Linked DNA regions of Mus musculus: region 1 is linked to region 2. The links are chromatin contacts, called in public HiChIP or PLAC-seq maps. All regions are on one chromosome and are shown on one strand. Each heading gives the region's core, a stretch centred on a gene start, on an enhancer-like site or on the middle of the called end of the contact. The rest is flanking DNA. Distances are from core to core; before and after follow the strand shown. Region 1 holds the start of Cyhr1 (cysteine and histidine rich 1). Region 2 holds the start of Puf60 (poly-U binding splicing factor 60).

Region 1 (3,899 bases), core at 319-2,818, 580 kb before region 2:
GGATGTCTGTCGTTGGGCCCTGGCTGCAGGTAGTTGGGCCTATTGCAGGGCCCTGCACACACAGCGCCTGCAGTGGGAGTGATTGTAGCACTGATTGGGGCTTCTGTGCCAGGTACTACTATGCCTCCTACCTGCCCACATGTAGAGCCTGTTATAATTTTACTAATGGGCAGAGCTTGGGTGCTATCCCTTCTCTAGTCATGCATGTGTGGAAGTTTACCTAAACCAGAATGCTAACAACAGGTCTTCAGGACACTTGGGGCCTGGGAGGAACATGGTTGTGAGTCAGAGACCTGATTTCCAATAAACGTAAGGAATATACAGGAGTATGGAATTTGTTTATTCTTGAGCTAGCTTCCTAAGGCCTGTAAGGTGATTTCCCTGAGTAAAGGAGTGGGGGATGGGCTGTAAGTAGCAGAAGGTATTATTCACTTTGGCATCCTGGTAGACTTGCCAAGAGAACCCCCAGAGTGCCAGGCATGGTGGTGCAGGTCTTTAATTCCAGTTGGGAGGCAGAGACAAGCAGATCTCTGTGAGTTGTGGGTGGCCAGGCTGGCCTACATAGTGAGTTCCAGAATGGCCAGTGCAACATATAGTGAGACCCTGTATCAAAAAAAGAAAGAAAGAAAAGAAAAAGAAGAAAGAAAAACATTTTTAAAAAAGAAAAGAGAAAAAAAAAAACCAACTTCCCGTGAGAAGAGAGTTTTGGGCCTTGGTTTCCTGGGACACAGTAAATTTGCATATATCCTTGGTGGACCTGGCAGGTGGCCCTCTGGGGCAATGACCTTCACAAACTGATGGCTGTTTTCATAAAGGGCAGAAGAGTGCTATACCCTCAGCGATTCCCAGAAATTGCACATCTCTCTGGACTGACTTGATTACTACCTGTTTGACACCCTCTTGTCTGTGCAAGACATACCTTATAACTTAAAACCCCCTCTTTCTTCTATTCCAACTCTTTCTTTCTTCTACTCCAACTCTTTCTTTCTCCAACTCTGAGGTTGGGACGAAAGAGGTGGGTTAGGGAGTGAACCCAATAATCCTTCGCTGTTCCTGTACTTGCATCTTGTTGACCTTTATACCGTCGCGCAAGAGTGGTGGTAGGTGCGTTTTTCAAGATCCTGCTCTAATACTCCGGTCAGCTAGGCCAGAGCCTTGCACACACAAGCCCGAATTTCTGTACACATTGGCACAGGCATCCCCCCCCACCCCCCGCGCGCGAGCGCGACATGGGAGGCTTAGGGGCGCTTTGCACTCTCGAGGAGTCTGAAGTCTGGGGGCCTCTCCAGACCCCGAAGCTGATGGTACCTCTCCAAGGGCGGACTCCCCAAATCCCCCCACCCCCCGCCCTTCTCCGGATCCCCTCCTGGACCCCACCCCCTTCTGTTCACCTTCGAGGGTGGGTGGGCTCTCTGGCGTCCTCGCTCGTCCATTGGAGGTGGCCGCCGCGTCGTCTTGGCCCTCGCGGCGCTTCCATTGGCTTGCGCGAGGCCCACGTGATCAGGAGGGCGAGGGGGCGGTGGCGTGGGGGGGGGGTCCGCAGCGAAAACAAAGATGGCGGCCGCGCCGGGGTTGGTGGCCGGGGCGGCTGCGGGCCGACGGGCGGGCCAGGCCCACTGAGGCAGCTGCACGGTGGGCAGGCTGCGGGGTCGCCGCGGCAGTGAGAAGCCGGCAAGGGCGCGCGGCGACCCTAACTTCCAGCCGGCGAGCGCGCCGGCACCCGCCCGCCGGGCCGGCCGGCCGTGATGTCCGGCGCCGAGGAGGCCGGCGGGGGTGGCCCGGCTGCAGGGCCCGCGGGTGCCGTGCCGGCCGGGGTCGGGGTAGGGGCCGGGCCTGGGGCTGCCGCGGGGCCGGCTGCGGCGGCTCTGGGCGAGGCGGCGGGGCCCGGGATCCCGGACGAGGCGGCCCTGGCCGGCGCTCGGCAGCTGCAAGAGGCGGCCGGCGACCCCGACGCGCCGCCCAAGAAGCGGCTGCGGGCGGCCGAGGCAGCCGAGGCGGCGGCGGCGGCAGTGGCAGCGGGCAGTGGAAAGCTGGAGGAGCGTCTCTACTCGGTGCTGTGCTGCACCGTGTGCCTGGACCTGCCCAAGGCTTCCGTGTACCAGGTAGGGCCGCCGGCCCGGCCCGGCGCCGCGTTGCCTGGAGGCCTGTGGCCGGTGGCCGGGAATCCTTCCTATCCAAACATCCACCTTCCAGGTCTACGAAACCCCGCTCCTGTCTCTCGAGGCTCCTTATCCTTTCTTGCTCTGAATCTCATTTTCTGTGTTCGATGGTACCCTTTACTCCCCAGTCTGAATTTCCATTCTCCTCCGTAGATCTCTTCACCTTCTGGTTCCTCCAGGGTGCCTCCTTGATAGATTCCACATTCTTTTCAGCTGACCATGTAGAGATCTGTGAACAGGTACCCACCCTTTTCTACTGCTCATCAATACTGTCCCTCACTTCTAGACCCCTGGGTGAAGAAACTTCTTTCCTGGAGACAGGGCTCCAATTCTGGCAGCCACACCCCCAAAAGTGTCCTTCCATATCTGAACAACTAAGTAAATCTTCTTTTGTGCCCTGGGGAGTCAGTCCTGTGTCCTTCTGAAGACCTGGAAGAAAGGAGGGCCTCTCATCCCTTCTCAGTTCTGATCTGGAGGAAGCAATCCGCAACAAACTTTACTGTCAGGGTACTTTCTCCTGCCCCAGCCTAGCCAGTATTTCTATTCGGGGCCACCTCACCCATACCAAGCTGGCTTCCAAGGTTGCCAGTATCCAGGAACTTTGTCCTGCCTTCCCACTTGAAGACCCAGCATGCCAGTCAGTCTCAGAGTCCTGGTCTGTGTGGGTCTAACATGTCCTCTTCCAGGTAAAAGAGAGCAGACCTCTGGTTCAGTGGGAAATGTCTGTCCACCTTCCCCTGGTCTTTCTGCCTCAGTTCCCAGCCTCTTTGAAAAACAGAGCAGAGTCTCTTGTCAGCTTTCTTTGTACTTTCAGGAGCTAAAAGTGGCTGGTGGGGCCTGTTTCCCTGCTTTTCTTTACACAGAAGACCTGGCTGAGGGCCAGTAGAGGTCTAGTCTGTGTAGCCGTTTCCCTCTCCTTTGGATCTCCGTGTTCTTTCTGCCTTGGCTTGTGGTTTTGAGGTGGTGTGGGGTGATCCTGATGACCTGGATGGGGCAGTCACCCTCCTAGGTGTTAGGCCGGGCGAACTGGAGACAAGTTTCCCACAGCTGCTGATTCTAGCACCGGTATTTACCTCTCATTTTAGGGGCCATCAGAACCTGCTCACAGCTAGCCTTTTTCTTGTCTTGGCTTCTCGGCCCTTCTTAGTGGGGGGAGTTCTTCCTTTCCTAGGATTTCGTGAGAATCCAGCAAGACAGGCCAATGGAAGGGGGTCCCAAGGAATTCAGGGGTTTCCCAGTTGGTCCTGGCATGATGGTAGGCCACATGGCATTGGCTCCTGGTCTACACAGAGAGCCACAGTTCTGCTTCTGCCCAAAGTGGCTAATGAGACTAGCTGGTTCAAACCAGTCTACACACTGTGTTAGTTGTTGCTCTGGGTTGGGCATCTGAAGTCAGGCAGCTGAGGGATGTACTAGATGAAGTGAGTGGAGGGGCTGCCTTCCCAGATCCTGACCCAGGGGGAAGGCTGCCAGGTTCTCTGAGATGAGCTGTGTGCATTGACATTGATCTCCAAGCCCTGCCACTAGCCTCCTTCGCACCTCCCTTCTGCCAGGGTAGATACCTAGATGCTTCCCTGTCCTAAGGACTGGGAGAGTCCTCTAGAATATGTCATTTTGGAAGAGTCTTGGGCAAATGCTGGAACTTTGACTGTCCACAGATAGCATGTAAAATGGGAGTGCAGCAAGAAGAATAAGGAAGGGAACGTCCTGGTGTCTAGGAATGCTGCCAGAAACACTTCA
Region 2 (3,917 bases), core at 1,211-3,710:
TAATTTTGTTTTGCTTTCAATCACAGTTTCCTCTTCCACCCCTCCCAGCTCCCCCTCCCCCATCACACCCACTCTCCTGTTTTCCTTTAGATAAGAGCAGGCCGCCCAGGGATCTCAGCCCAACACAGCATAACAAGATGTGACAAACCCTCATATCAGGGCTGGATGAGGCAACCCAGGAGGTGAAAAGGGGTCCCAAGAGCGGGCAAAAGAGTCAGAGACACCCCCATTCCCATGGTTAGGAGTCCCATAAAACACCAAGCTAACAACCATAATATTTATGCAGAGGAGCTAGCATAGGCCCTGTGAGGCCAGCTTAGCTGATTCTGTGGTTACAAATCTCCAATTTTAGGCTCCGTTTGGCTGTGGGTCTCCGCATCTGTTCCATCAGCTGCTGGCAGGGGTACATAGAATCACACTGGAGGCAGAGACAGGTGGATCTGAAAGTTTAAGGCCAACCTGATCTTTTTTTTTTTTTTTTTTTTTTTTTTTTTCTGAGACAGGATCTCCCTATATAGTCATGACTATCTTGGAATTTGCTTGGAACTCAGTGGAAAGGTAGACCAGCAGGGCCTCCAACTCACAGAGATCCACCTTGCCCATGCTTGGAACAGGCACTCAGAAGCAGTGCTTGTTAAAAACCATTGACTCTTCACTTTTGACTCACAAGATACCTAAAGCAGCCAAATACTGTCATCATGCAGTCTGATCTCTGGCTAGTTCTAGAGAAGACAGATTCAACATTTCAGAGTTTTTATCAGCTTACCAAAGATTTTTCTGAAAAGCAAGGTCCATCACTATCAGAGGGTGGTGCCTGGGGTTCCCCCTGGTGGTGGTGGTGAGACCCAGCCCACTCAACATCCTGTGTGTGTGTGTGTGTGTGTGTGTGTGTGTGTGTGTGTATTTTCAGAGTCTCTAGTGGGCCCATCTAATTCTAATTCTTGAAGAATATTGGCCAATGTGATTATCGCTTGTTTTCTTGAAACTTTCAACTTTATGGGTTTTCTGTTTTGTGTTTTGAGACAGGATCTCTCTATGTAGTCTTGGCAGTTGCTTGGAACTACTTGGAAAGGTAGACCAGGTTGGCTTCCAATTCACAGAGCTTCTCCTTGCCCCTGCCTCTGGAGTGCTGGGATCACAGGTATATGCCACCACACATAGCTCAACTTTATTTTTCAACTTATCGAATCGCTCATTTGCAGATTTTGTTTTGTTTTTTTTTGGGGGGGGGGTGTTTTTCCAGACAAGAGTTTCTCTGTGTAGCCCTGGCTGTCCTGAACTATGTAGACCAGGCTGGCCTCGAACTCAGAAATCTGCCTCTGCCTCCCAAGTGCTGGGATTAAAGGAGTGCACCACCAACACCTGGCCGTTTTAATTTTTCTCTTTTTTAAATGGGGAAATCTAAGTTCATGATCTTTATTTTCTTGTTTGGGGGATGCAACATCTTTAGGTATCTTCCATTTCCTTTGTTGTCTTGGTTTCTTTTCATGCTCTTCTGCTTGGTGATTCTGGCTGGCCACTTTTGCTTAAGAGTGAGATGCTAAGCTGGGTCTCAGCGCTTCGTTCCCAGGAGGAGCTAATCTCCAGGCACTGTTGGCAGAGCCAGAACGACTAGTAACCTGTATTAGGGATAGAAGTCTGGAGGCACCTACTTTTTTTTTTTTTTTTTTTAAACTATCTGCACATTTTCGGAGAATTCAAGACACAAGCATCACACACCAGCCTGCTAAGGCCCTCCCCTGGCTCCCCAGCATTCCACTTCTCTGCCCACTTAGGTTTGCTTTCAGTAGAGCTTTTTCCTGTTTAAAGGGGGTACCGAGGGGGAGGAAAATATTCTGCCATGTTTTGCTAAAGATCTCTATATTAAAGTCTGAAAACCCGAGGGGTGGAAAACGAGAATGGCTATCCGGTGGAGTTTGAAGGTGCCTGAGCTTACAGATGTGGTTGGTGCCTTGCAGGCAGCCTTACGGCCACAAAGCCCAGATGAACTACATATTTACACATAGCTCAGGACTTGGGGACTAACGTACACATTTATGCCCACAGGACAATAACCACAGGACAGGCTGGGGAGCCATCTTTTGGGGGCCATCTTCGTGTCAACGGCTATTTTCTCACTAGGAAAGAGACCATATTTCAAAATGAATGAGGATTCCTGACTTTAGATGGACAATGCAAAGGACGATGCATCAGTCTTTTTGTCTTCTGTCTCCGCAGTCTACGAGCTTTCAGCGAGTGGACTCAACTAAAATAGGGTGGTAGGAAAAGAGGCAGACGGAACTGACTCAAAAATGTCGACCCCCCCCCCCCCCGACCAGGGGAGGGCTCTCCGGGTCGCCACTCCAAAACCCCGGCCCGCCCCGTCCTCCTCCGGTACATTAACGGCCTGCTCCGCCCCGGAAATGCGTTTCGGTCTCCGCTCTCGTAGCTATGCCGTACGTCGCGAGATTTCCGCGTCCGACGCCCAGATCGCGCGAGACTGCGGAGGGAGCTGATGCTTGTGGCGCGCGCGGCGGCCGCGACGGACGCAAGATGGCGACGGCGACTATAGCTCTCGTAAGTGAGTCCCTCGCGGCCAGGGGGCGGCCCTCAGCTCGGAGGAGTGAGTCGTCGGCTGGGACAGGGTGCGGAGGGGACCCTGGGTGCGCAGCGGCCCGACCCGGACCTCGTACGGACTTTACCGTGGTCCCCGGCACGCGGGGCGGAGGCGGAGCGGGAGCGCGCGGCTGCGGCCACGGCTGGGGCTCGACTGCAGCTTCCGGCTCGAGGACTCCAGTTTCCGGCAGCTGGGCGGGGTGGGCCGGCCGCGGAGCTGCCCTGCTGGATCCCCGCGGGGCGGTCCTGTCTGCCGAGACTGGGCGACAACTGTCTAGGCGTCCGGTGGCATTAGGGTGTCCTGGTGCCTGCTCCAGACCCGCGCGGCTACGCCCCGTGTTGGGGACGCGGAAGGGGCGGACCCGTTAGCATTTGCTCTGCGCCATGGTGCAGAGACGAGGGTTTCCCGTTCCGTTAACACGCAGGAGGGGAAGAGCATCTCTCCCAACCCCCATTCCCCTCCACACCTTTCAAACAGCCATTCTGTCACTGCCTCTGTGGGGAACCCGACAGCCGGTGCCTGCCTCGGTCACTGGTCCGGGTGGGCATCATAAGACTTTGCTAACCCCCTTGTCTTGGGCTGGACGCTCCAAGGGCTGAACTTGGTTCTGCCCTAGTCAGTCGGGAATGTTCCTTGAATGGCTACCACCAGGAGTTCCTTCAGGGACTATTTATCTCTTGGACCTAACCCCACTGCAATCCAGACTTTTGTTAGCCGCCACCCTCACTCAGAGGGGATGAAGCAAGGGCTGAGACCACTTAAGCCCTAGGTGCCTGGAGGCCAGCCGTAGGGTAGGGTCGAGTAGAGTACACACAGGCTGCCATTCCTCAGCCTTAGCTGGGAACTGCACCTTCATAATGGGAGAGGGGCACTTGCTCCAGCTTGTGAGGGGTGGATCTAGTATGTCTTGCTCACATCAGGGCTAACTTCAAAAGAAAAAAAAAAAAATTCCTGCTTCCGCTGCTTGACGCTATTGGTGTAAATGGTCTTTTCGGAAAGACAACCAGAGAGTTGAGGAGTTGATGACTGCCCTTAGGTGGCTGTCAGATGATAGAAGAAAGGGTGAGGGCAGAGTATAAAATACTTTAAACAGCACTGGAGGAGAGTGGATGCCTCATTTCTGGGTAGCCCCTGTTGTTCATGCAGACTGAAAGGTTAGCGCGATGCTAGACAGATAGTGTCATTATTGAGATGGTCTCGAGCAGTAAGTCTCACCACTGAAGCCGTCTTTGCCAGCATTTGACCACAAGGCCCCCGAGAATTGTCTCTCTCTCTCTCTCTCTCTCTCTCTCTCTTTCTCTTGTTTTGCTGCATCCACAGT

The links. HiChIP or PLAC-seq counts read pairs in DNA pulled down with a chosen protein or histone mark.
Region 1: a contact with region 2 is called in an H3K27ac HiChIP or PLAC-seq map of extraembryonic endoderm stem cells, with 5 times the contacts expected there. The contact joins the promoter of Cyhr1 here to the promoter of Puf60 in region 2. A contact is called at or near these places in 1 of 484 Hi-C or Micro-C datasets (neutrophils), 3 of 115 datasets of contacts at active chromatin or transcription factors (bone marrow-derived macrophages, extraembryonic endoderm stem cells and pancreatic cancer cells) and 1 of 9 other capture datasets (liver).

What each region holds. Positions count from the first base shown.
Region 1 is chr15:76,654,563-76,658,461 of GRCm38.p6, reverse strand. Cyhr1 (cysteine and histidine rich 1) reads left to right here and starts at 1,568. Exons shown (of 4, transcript NM_001357882.1): 1 at 1,568-2,102. The coding sequence starts at 1,746.
Region 2 is chr15:76,079,489-76,083,405 of GRCm38.p6, reverse strand. It overlaps Puf60 (poly-U binding splicing factor 60), which reads left to right and starts at 2,460. Exons shown (of 12, transcript NM_028364.2): 1 at 2,460-2,556. The coding sequence starts at 2,533. Gm48952 (a long non-coding RNA gene) reads right to left here and starts at 880. Exons shown (of 2, transcript XR_003951572.1): 1 at 767-880.